2 separate regions of the Sus scrofa genome follow, and region 2 is linked to region 1. The links are chromatin contacts, called in public promoter capture Hi-C maps. All regions are on one chromosome and are shown on one strand. Each heading gives the region's core, a stretch centred on a gene start, on an enhancer-like site or on the middle of the called end of the contact. The rest is flanking DNA. Distances are from core to core; before and after follow the strand shown.

Evidence for each region. Promoter capture Hi-C pulls out the DNA fragments that hold promoters and counts their contacts.
Region 2: a contact with region 1 is called in a promoter capture Hi-C map of liver, with 2.9 times the contacts expected there. The contact joins the promoter of SF3A3 here to the promoter of CDCA8 in region 1. A contact is called at or near these places in 2 of 5 promoter capture datasets (fetal liver and liver), 2 of 47 Hi-C or Micro-C datasets (epiblast stem cells and heart right ventricle) and 1 of 2 datasets of contacts at active chromatin or transcription factors (alveolar macrophages).

Annotation. Positions count from the first base shown.
Region 1 is chr6:93,747,069-93,752,825 of Sscrofa11.1, forward strand. CDCA8 (borealin) reads left to right here and starts at 3,626. Exons shown (of 11, transcript XM_021095971.1): 1 at 3,626-3,776; 2 at 3,938-4,050; 3 at 4,189-4,317. The coding sequence starts at 3,954. C6H1orf109 reads right to left here and starts at 3,528. Exons shown (of 5, transcript XM_021095972.1): 1 at 3,229-3,528; 2 at 2,776-3,053; 3 at 1-60. The coding sequence starts at 3,050.
Region 2 is chr6:93,974,432-93,980,091 of Sscrofa11.1, forward strand. It overlaps SF3A3 (splicing factor 3A subunit 3), which reads right to left and starts at 1,893. Exons shown (of 17, transcript XM_003127795.2): 1 at 1,632-1,893; 2 at 1,315-1,362. The coding sequence starts at 1,727.

The DNA.
Region 1 (5,757 bases), core at 2,376-4,875:
GTCTGAAGCACGTGTTCCACGTGGCTGCTGACCACATCACGCACCTTGAGGAGGGTGGCTCTGGGGAAAGAGTCTGATATTAGGCAACATGATGAGAAAGGCCTAAGGCCTCAGCACTATGGCTGCTCTGGACAGATGATTCTTGGTGGTGGAGGGCTGCACTATAGGATGTTCAGTGGTATCCCTGGCCTCTACCCACTAGTTGACAAGGGCTGATCATGTTCCCACCCTTTCCAAGTAGTGACAATCGATAACGTCTCCAGATAGTGCCAAACTTCCCAATGGGAAAAACTGTCTCCAAATGAGACCCATTTCTCTAAGGAGATGGGTGATGGTTTCTTGGAGGTAGGGGTGGCTCGAGAATTAAGAACTGGAGTTCCCTGGTGGCTCAGTGGATTAAGGACCAGGCATTGTCATTACTGTGGCTCAGGTTACTGCAGTGGCATAGGTTTGATCCCTAGCCTGGAAACTTCCCGAATGCCATGGGTATGGCCAAAAAATAAAAAAAAAAAAAGAAGAAGAAATGACTTTAAGATGGAGAAGCTGAAGTTACATGGCACACAAAGCTATGTGATGAGCCCAGGTCCCAAAGAAAGCAAAGACTAAGTCGCCTTTCTGGGAATGCCATAAAGCCGTATGAGGAGGGCAAATGCTCACACACAGTCCCATGCCATGTACTTGAAAGGGAATAACCAAGAAGAAACTGAAGCAACAAACCAGTACAGTTCTAATGTCACCTCTCACCCCAAACCCAGCAAATGGGCCAAGTCTGGGCTCTTGATGCACACAGACAACTGGGGATCTTAGAAAAGCTACTTATTCTCAATCATGAATACAGTCTCTTTTGTTCACTATTCATCATAAGCGCCTAGAATATCCGGACTGGCACAGAGAACGACAAACACTTGTCCTATGAATGAATGAAAAAGACTGCTGCGAAGATTAAATGCAGTAATGTAAGTGCTTAGGGAAGTGCCTGGCTTATAGTAAATTTTGTTATTATTCCACTGGTGACTCCAAGGGGCCCAGCCACCAAGAAGAAAGCTACAACTTCCCAAAGGGCAAGGCATTCCCTAGCCTAGAACTGCAGCTTTCAAAAATGTTTGACTGTGACTCACGACTTAAAAACACTTAAAATAGGGGTTTCCTGGTGGTTCAGTGATGTCTCTGCTGTGGCTCTGGTTACTGCTATGGCTTGAGTTTGATCCCTGGCCCAGGAACTTTTTCATGCCGTGGGTGCGGTCAAAAAAAAAAAAAAAAAAAAAAAGATTTAAAATAACAGTCCATACCCACATACAAATATGTAATCAATTGAAATAAAAGGTCACTATATTAGAATGTACCATGACAAAACTTAATTGACTGTCTATCTCTTTTAATCAACCAAAGAACTTAAGTCTGGTTTATTGTAGACCCAGCACCCTGTGCTTGGCATCCCATAGGTTTCTTTCTTTTTTTTTTTTTTTTTCTATTTCTTGGGCCACTTCCGCGGCATATGGAGATTCCCAGGCTAGGGGTCTAATCGGAGCCGTAGCCACCAGCCTACGCCAGAGCCACAGCAACGCCGGATCCGAGCCGTCTGCAACCTATACCACAGCTCACGGCAACGCCGGATCATTAACCCACTGAGCAAGGGCAGGGACTGAACCCGCAACCCCATGGTTCCTAGTCGGATTCATTAACCACTGCGCCACGACGGGAACTCCCCATAGGTTTCTTTTCTTTACTTTTTTTTTTTTTTTTTCTCTCTCTTTACAGCCGCACCTGTGGCATGTGGAAGTTCCTGGGCCGGAGGTCAAATCAAAGCTGCAGCTGAGGCCTATGCCAAAGCCATGGCAACACCAGCTGCATCTGTGACCGACACTGCATCTTACAGCAATGCTGGATCCTTAACCCCCCGAGTGAGGCCAGGGATTGAACTCACATCCTCACAGAGACAACACTGGGTCCTTAATCCACTGAGTCACAACAGGAACTCTCCTATAGGCTGTTAATAAAATTTTTTTTAAACAAATGAATACCAAGAAGGCACTCATCTTTGACAGTCTCCTATTAGTTAACAGCACAGACTCTATACACTAGAACCTTCTTTTGTCCTGGTCAAGGAAAGGCCATAAGTTCCCTGTCTCTCCTCTATCCTCAATTACCTATAACTCGAAGCCAGAGAGTCTAACACTAGGCATAACGAGAGCTTAGAGGGGTACCACTCCTGGCACAGACACACCAATGTACAGCAGAACAAAGTAGTGGTTAAGAGCTCCGGCCTTGGTGTCAGATACACTTGGATGAGAATCCCAGCTTTACCATTTACTAATTGCAGGACCACAGGCAATCTGCTTGGGCCTCAGCTGCCTCACCGGAAAAATGAGATTAAGTGAGGTTAAGTCATAGAGGTGCAGAAAAGATTTTACGGATAATGGACGTAAAACCCTCAGCTCTGGCACCCACTAAGTTTATAGTACAGCTCTTTGCTGCTTTTTACCAAAGAAAAACTTACAGAGGAGGGCTAATAAGCTTTCTCCACTGTTTTTCTGTTCTGCTTTGGTAACTTTTACGAAGTCCACCATTGCCACCCCTAGCCTGACAAAAGAAATGTCAGAAAGTGGCTTTTTGACAGAGGTCCCATTGCAACAGATGAAAAGCACGTAAGGTTGACACATCCCCAAATACAAAGCTCTCAAGTAAGGAGAAAAACATCCTTCTAACTGATCCTAGTTTTCTAAACACCTAGCTTTAAAATCTTTCCACCAAGAACAGAGCCACTAAACCTCTTACAGCCTCTCCTCTAGCTTGTCCAGGACAATGTCACCAGCCGCCAGCTGCTTGCGTCTCAGCCGCTCCTGTAAGTCTGGGAAGGCCCGAAGTGCCGGCACATCTTCAAATCGCAGATTTTGTGCGGCCTGCAGCTGCTCTGCCAGGTTACTGAGGGAGGCCAGGAGCGGCGGGCAGTCCTTAAGAACGCTCTGCCACAGGCCTTGCTGCTCCTCCACCACGAGAAAGCACTTCCTTAGGGCCTCCTGCACGGCAAGCAAAGGCCCAACTTGAGTCATCTTCTGTGGGAGGAAAAAAAAAAAAAAGACACAGCCCTAGAGTCCCAAGTCGGTAGGGGAAGTACCAAGTCGGTAGGAGTTATTTCCGTTCTCAAGTGAGGTCCAGCTAACCCAGGGTTTCCTCAGGTAGCTGTCTATCCCTCCCGACGGGAGTTTCTAGAGTGAGGGGTTGTCTTACCTTTACACAGGCTCTCGGAAGGCAGGACCCTTATTTCCCACCTCGGGAAAGATTTCTTGACTATTCCTCGCAGGAGGCTCATCCGGCTTCGGGTAGTTTTCTGTTTCAGACTGTGGGTTTCCCGGGCCGTCTCGAGTTTCCTGAACCCGAACCTTGTCTCCTCTCCATGAAGTTACGGCTCGCCTTCCCTAAACCAGCGGCAAAAGTTAAAGCTAAGGCAGTTAAAGTCTGAGGACCTCTCTAGGCCCTCAAGAGCCTTAGGGACTCTCTTTGCGCATGCCCCAACGTGGCTACAGAGTCGCGAAAATATGCCGTCAAACTGCAATGACTTCTGGGTGCTGTAGTCCTGCGTGTGAATTGACTGGCCGATCGCAGAGCGTCCCTGCGATTGGCTGTTGTGGGACCCTCTAAGACGGCGGCTTCTCATTGGTCAGCTTGTGGCAGTTTGAATTTGGTGGCGGCGGTCGCACGTCCGGTTAGTCCCGGAGCCGCTCCCTCTCAGCTGAAGCAGCCAGGGTTTTCTCAGCCCCTATTACCGGGGCCCACAGGTGAGTGCCTCGCGAATCGTTTATGCTCATGCCGGGAAGGGCAGGGGTCCCCTTCCAACCCCCCTGGGGTGTCCTCCGCCCTCTCCTGCTCCTTCGCGGCCCCCTTTCCCTCCCTTTCTCCGCCGCTGACACCCTTTGGCTTGGCCCCTCTCTCCCCGCAGTCTCCAGCGAAGTGCCATGGCTCCGGCTAGGAAAGGCGGCAGTCGGGTGGCCAAGAACAACTCGCTACGGAGCCGAAAGCTCGCTTCCTTTCTTAAAGACTTCGACCGTGAAGGTAAGGGGCGGAGCCCGGGAGGTCGCTGGCATCTGGGACAATCGCGGGGTGCTGGCGGGTTGGGGCGCAGGCCGCACGGATTCCAGGCCCCGTTTGCCCACTGGTGACCCACGTCTTGTCCGCTCTGCCCTCTTGCAGTGCAAATACGATCCAAGCAAATTCAGTCAGACAGGCAGAACCTCCTCAAGGAGATGGATAACCTGTACAACATCGAGATCCTGCGACTCCCCAAGGCACTGCGCGAGATGAACTGGCTCGAGTACTTCGGTAAGAGCTGCTAGAGTTTCCCCAGGCCTCGACCTGGAGCCCTTCTGTGGTTCCAATGACAGCCTTCATCTTCATCCTGAAGTCGTCCAAGATCCCTGTAGGAAACTGCAACCTTACCCATCCCCACTCTGTCTCACTGCCTTGCTTTATTTTTCTCCTTTGCTTTTAACCTCATCTACTTGTGCAGGTAGGCAAACAAACATTTTCTCTACAGAATCGGGTAGTAAATATTTTAGGCTTTATGGGCCAAATGGTTCTCATTGAAAACTACTCATCTCTGCTGTGATAGTTCCGAAACAGCTGTAATGAATGGGCACAGCTGTATTCCAATAAACATGTATTTATGGACATACTAAAATGTGGATTCACATTATAAGATTTTTTTTTTTTGATCCAACCATTTAAAAACAAACAAATGAATAACTTGGTCTGTTACCAGAGCTCAGGTGGAAGGATAACCCCAAGCAGGTCCTTCTGCTTATGGAAATTGCCAGTTTTAAAATGGGCAGATCAGGGAGTTCCCACTGTGGCTCAGTGGTAACGAATCTGACTAGTATCCATGAGGATGCAGTTTGGATCCCTGGCCCCACTCAGTGGGTTAAGGATTGGTGTTGCCATGAGCTGTGGTGTAGGTTGAAGACAGGACTCAGATCCTGCATGGCTATGGCTGTGGCGTAGGCCAGCAGCTGCAGCTCCAAATCGATTTCTAGCCTGGGAACTTCCATATGCCATGGGTGCAGCCCTAAAAGAGGCAACAAAATAAATGAATAAATCAAATGGGCAAATCAAATGGTGAAGTGCAAGCACACAAGAGTTTTCCTGGCCAGAGAAAAATCCCAGCCTGTTCCCCACCCCCTTGTTAAATGTCCAAGGAAATGCAAGAGGCTGTCATTTCTGACGGCTTACCCTTACTTGTGCTATTTTTCTTATTGTTGATCGTTCAGTATGCAACCTCCTTCCTGAAGAGAAATGCATGTTCTGCTCACATAGTAGACATTTAATGATCCTTTTGACTTGCCCTTTTATTTATTAATCTATCTGTGCATTGCTACAAATATTCATTGAGCAGGTGTTTGTCACGATGCTAAAGATACACTGGGAAATAAAACAGGCATTGTCCTTACCCCCAGGAATTTACAGGTTAGGTTTTTTTTCTGCTCTCGCAGCATGTGGAAGTTCCTGGGTCAGGGATCAAACTCACACCACAGTTGTGACCTGCACGCCACAGCTGCAGCAGCACTGTATCCTTAACCTGCTGCGCCATAAGGGGACTTCCAAGAAGGATCATTTTAAAAATTGAAAATGATTATATAATTAAAATTAAAAGTACTACAAAAGAGAATAGAATAGTGGTTAGTGAGCACATTTAGAGAGTGCTTCCTATGCCAAGCAGGCGTTGTGCCAAGCGTTTTCCAAATATGAACTGATTTCATCCTCATA
Region 2 (5,660 bases), core at 643-3,142, 230 kb after region 1:
TAAGGAAGTCACTCTGATACAAAGCAGTTCCCACCTAAGACCCTCAAAGATAAACGGATAGTCAAAGATGTTTTCCATTATTTCAAAAAGCTTGTCTGAGGAGTTCCTGTCATGGCTCAGCGGAAAAATAATCTGACTAGGATCCATGTGGATGCAGGTTCGATCCCTGGCCTCAATCAGTGGGTTAAGGATCGGGCGTTGCCGTGAGCTGTGGTGTAGGTCACAGACATAGCTCGAATCTGGTGTGGCTGTGGCTGTGGTAATGGCTGGCGGCTACAGCTCCGATGTGAGCCCTAGCCTGGGAACCACCATGTGCCGCGTGTGTGGCCCTAAAAAGACAAAAAAAAAAAAAAAAAAAAAAAAAAAAAGCTTAACTGAGGAGTGCACATGCTAAATAAAACATCACACAGTCTCCTCCAGATTCAAACTCAGGATGGAACAAGTACACAGTCTCTTCTCCAAAGCTTTCAGGACCAGATTTGTTTCAGAATTTGAAGTTTTTAATTTCAGGAAGGCACTATATATAATATACCTAGTGGAATCTGGAACACACATTAATAGTTCTGCAGTGAAATTTATGCACTATTTATTCAATGGGATAAAGACAATAAAAAGGTCTCTCATCTGTTCATATCAAGTCAGATTTTTGCCACCAAGTAATTAAAAGAACAAATAACCTTTTGTTTTTGGAGTACTTTGCTTTTGGGAATTTAGCTAAGGGACTAGGGCTTATAATATTAATTATGTCCTCCAAACTAGAAATTCTGATTAGATCTTTTTTCCCTTTCTAAATAGGTTTCAAACACGCAAAAACAGAGCTAGAAAGCACAGTATAATGAACCTCCACTTACCTACCACTCAGTTTTAATACGTACCAACATTTTAGTTTTGACTCTTTCTAAAAAAAAATGGAACTATTACTAGAAAAATGCAGCCTGGTAAGCAAAAAATATTTCAATACAGTGTTCTGAGAGGAAAACACTAATACACAGCATTCTCTTTGGGGGAGAAGGCAGAGTACCGTCTGAGTTTGAATCACTATAACTACTCTTTGGTCATCCACTGGACAGAGGAGGCTTTAAAGAGGCATCTTCCCCGGTAATGAATAATGAATGAGTTTCCCATTCAAAGAAGTGAGCAAGGGCAGTTAAGCACCCTCAGGTTTGGCAGCGTGTGGACATTTGGCAGGCATACAAACCCTCGACTGGCCAATCTGGTTACCTGTGGCCAGGGCTCCTGTTGACACCCGTGTCCCCCCTCCTCCCTCTTCCAGTCCATCACGACCCAAAGAGAAGCGAACAGCAGGGCACTCACATCTTGCATGGCCCGTGTGCGGTGGTCAGAATTGATCTGGTCCCGGAGCTGAAGAAAGGCAAACGGTGACAAGGACGCCGTTAGTCGTTGTTCTGGAGTTAGGACGGGCGCCCGAGGGCGGAGCTTACCCGCTCAGGTCTTAGCGGCCCAAGCCGAGAGGCCTCTGGGCGCAGGGCCCGGGGAGAATGTTACCAAGGCGAGAGTTTCGGGAGCGAGTCCGGGGAGGGGGCGGGCGCGGAGCAGGTCTGGGGCTCTCTGAGGTTAAACACGGGCAAGGGGCCCAGTTTCAGGGGTACCCCTGCCCAGGCCCCACTCACCGTGGACTTCTTGGTGAGCATCTCTTTAGCCATGACGTCCATAAGCCGTTCCTTCTCCTCATGATAGCGCCGCTGTTGCTCCAGAATCGTCTCCATCGTCCCTCCTCCCGAGCCGCAAGGCGGACCACCGAAACGGCCGGAAACGACTTCTGCCGCCTTGCGCGCCCGCGTCGCCGAGCCGCGCGTCCGGCTGCACCAAAGTTCCGCGGCTGCCGGAAGTGCTTCGAAGACTCGACGAAAAGTGAGCACCGCGGGAGACCCAATCAGTGCTCGGGACACGGCTGCAGTGCCCCCTGCTGGCCGGGGGTGTGTTGCGCGATGCCCAACGGTTTCCAGGTGCCTCTAGGGGGCAGGCAGATATCCACCAACACCCTGGCTTCAAGGGATCTGACCTGGTTTTCCGGGGCCTCCTGAGGCCGAGAGGGTAGGAAACTGGATGAGTGGTTGAAGCGTATGGATGGGAGTAGGGAACCGGAACTTGAGTCTCCAGCTCTTTGTGTGACCTTTGACAAAGTTTTTCTCTTCTCGGGACCTCCGTGTCCTTGTCAGTAAAATGGGGATGAGAGCAGGGTTTTTTTTCTTTTTTTCTTTTTTTTTTTGCTTTTTAGGGCCGCACTTGCAGCATATGGAGGGTTCCAGGCTAGGGGTCCAATCAGAGCTACAGCTGCCGGCCTACACCTTAGCCACAGCAACGCAGGATCCCAGATGCTTCTGCGACCTATACCACAGCTCACCACAACGCCAGATCCTTAACCCACTGAAAAACGCCAGGGATTGAACCCACTACCTCATGGTTCTTAGGTGGATTCGTTTCCACTGCGCCACGACGGGAACTCCTCCTTTCCTTTTCTTTGCCTTCCTTCCTTTTTCTTTCTTTCTGCATATGTGGAAGCATCCTAATTGTCGATCAGCAGGGGGCTGGTTAAATAAAATATGGTACATCCAAGAAGCAAAATGCTATTCGGCTTTAAAAAAAAAAAAAGTGAAGCAAGTCCATATGTCCACTTCTAGGTAGAGAAATGAAAACAAGTCCATATGTTCAGATGTTCATAGCAGTGATATTCATTATAGACAGAAACAGGATGCAACTCACAAATCCATTAACTGGTAAATGGGCAAACCAAATGTGATGTGTCCATATAATGGAATATTATTCAGCAATAAAGGAATGCTGAGATATGGACGAACCATGAAAACATCACACTAAGTGAAAGAAGCCAGACACAAAAAGTGACATAGCTTATGTCCAGATGGCATATCTATACACAGTAAACGAGTGGTTTCCTGCTGCTGGAGGTGAGACAGGAAGCAACTGCAAAAGACACAGGAAATCTTTTGGGGGATGATAAAAATGTTCTAAAATTGGATTGTGGTGATAGTTGCACAGCTGTGATAAATTTCCTAAAATTAATTGAATTGTACACTTAACTTGGGTGAATTTTATGGTATGTAACTTCTACCTCAGTAGAAGCTGTTTAAAAATTCTGTTGGGGGAGTTCCTGTTGTGGAGCAGCAGAAACAATTCTGACTAGTATCCATAAGGATGTGGGTTTGATCCCTGGCCTCACTCAGTGGGTCTGGGATCTGGTGGTGCTGTGAGCTGTGGCGTAGATTGCAGATGCAGCTCAGATACAACCCCTAGCCTGGGAACTTCCATACAGTGCGGGCCCTAAAAAGCAAAAAAAAAAAAAAAAAAAAATCTGTGTGAACTCAGATGGAAAGATGGTCACGAAAAATGAAAAAACCTAGAGGAGTTCCCGTCGTGGCCCAGTGGAAACGAATCTGGCTAGGAACCAGGAGGTTGTGGGATTTGATCCCTGGCCTCATTCAGTGGACTAGGGATCCGGCGTTGCCGTGAGCTATGGTGTAGTCACAGACGCAGCTTGGATCCCAAGTTGCCATGGCTCTGGTGTAGGCCAAGGCTACAGCTCCTTCTGGACCCCTGGCCCGGGGACCTCCATATGCCGAGGGTATGGCTCTAAAACGCAAAAGAAAAACAAAAACATTAATAACTAAAAAATGAAAATACATAGGTGTACATGCCTGCTTAATAAAAAAGAACTAGGGGGTTATATCAAGGAGTTATTAGTGATTTACTGTCTCTGCTTTTCAGCATTCTCCAAGTTTTCTGCAATAAGCATGCTTTGCTTTTTGTTTATTAGTTTTAAAAACAACATAAAGATAATGACTTTTGTCCTGCCTGCTCATGGGGTCTTGAGAGGATTATATGATGTCTGAAATTTAAGCAAGACCTCAACCTTAGAGAGAGTGCCCCCCTTCCCCCCCCCCCCCCCCCCCCCCCCCCCCCGCCCCGGGCACAACTACTCTCTAGAGCTTTCGTTTTCCTGGAAAAACCTAGGAATCTTTTCCTAGGAAGAAGGTAAAAAAATTTCCCTTGAGGGGAGTTCCCCTCCTGGCTCAATGGTTAACCAACAAACTAGTATCTGTGAGGGCCCAGGTTCAATCCCTGGCCTCTCTCGTGTTGTTCAGATCCAGCGTGACTATGGCTGCGGTGCAGCCACAGCTCCGATTCCACTCCTAGCCTGGGAACCTCCATTATACAGCGGCCCTCAAAAAGGAGGGGGACCCCAAAAATTCCTGTTCTGGATTGCAAAGACTGTGTGCGTATCTTTCTGGGAAAGGAAGAGGTGGAGTGGGGGAGTGGGGATAAAGCTTGGGATCTACCGTATTTCCTCCAACGTGAAATGCTATCGAATGTTAACCCCACCATTATTTGACATTCCACTAAGAAAGAAAAAATTGTTAATTAAATCATGTCACACGGTTGATTATATGCTGTGTCTGGGTTTCTGAGATGTTAAATCTGAAAAATGTTTTTCTTGAAATCAATATCACATTGTACCTGTGCATCTCTTTTCTCTTAGGTGGGTGGACCACCTAAGCAACACCATTTACCTGATGCCTTCCTTCCACTAAAACCTTCTCCTTCCCCATTCCTTCAAATAAGTCACCAAGTCCTGTCTTTTCCACTCCTGCTGCCACCTGCCTCAGTTATCGCTCACCTGGACCGCTGCACTGGCCTCCTAAGCAGCCTGATTATCTTGCCGCTCCAATCAATTATTCACGCTGCAGCCTGCAGCGGAGTGATCATCTCACCGCCCTGCTTAAACATTTCCACTGGCTGCTTTACCCGCAGGGTGAGTTCTGTTTAACTTGGCGTCTGGCTTTTCTTGACCTGGCCTCTGCCTGCCATTTTAGTCTCTTGGCACTTCCTCCAAATGAAATTACTTGCCGCTTCCCCAACGGACACCGTATGGTTTTTCACGGCGCCAGGGCTTTGCACTAGCTGTTTTCTATGCTTGGACTACACTTCCTCAGCAAGTATTTACTGAGCATGTAGTGAGTGCTGGGCGCTGAGAGACGAGAGGTGAGAGAGGTGACCAAGGCAGGCGTGAGCCCAGTCCTCCTAGAGGCAGATGGAAGAAAGAGACCAATATATCAACGTGTGATTATTAATTATAAGCAGACATGGCGGGCATTTGTAAAGGCTTGTTGAAAATGTCCATCAACCACAGCTTCGGAAAGTTTAGGATTCGAATTGTGCCCGGAGGAAGTGTGGAACGGATTAGAATCCCGGATCTACCTAGGTGACTGGGGAACTGACAACTGGAGACTCCTCTGTGAAATGGAAAAACGCCCGCCGCGTAGGATTTCTGGGAGGATTTCATTTGAGATACATATAATCACGCGGTCCTGTCGGACAGGAGGGCCCCTCCCCCACAGGGCGCCAAGGGTCCGCCCGCCCGGCGCTGGGGGCCCCCACCCGGGAGGCTGCGGGCGGGACGTGAGCGCCTCAGCCCGCGCCCGCCGCCAATGCGCACGAGTCGGGCTCCGACAGTCTGGACCGCGGAGCCCAGACCACAGGCCGCCGAAGCGCTGGGGCAGGGGTGTTAGACGCCGGGTGAGGGGAGCAGCGCTCCGCCCCATCTCCCCATTTTGGGGGACAACCCCCCTCGCTCCTTCCCGCCCCCGCCCTTGAATCACGGGGGGGCGGGGCCATGACCCATT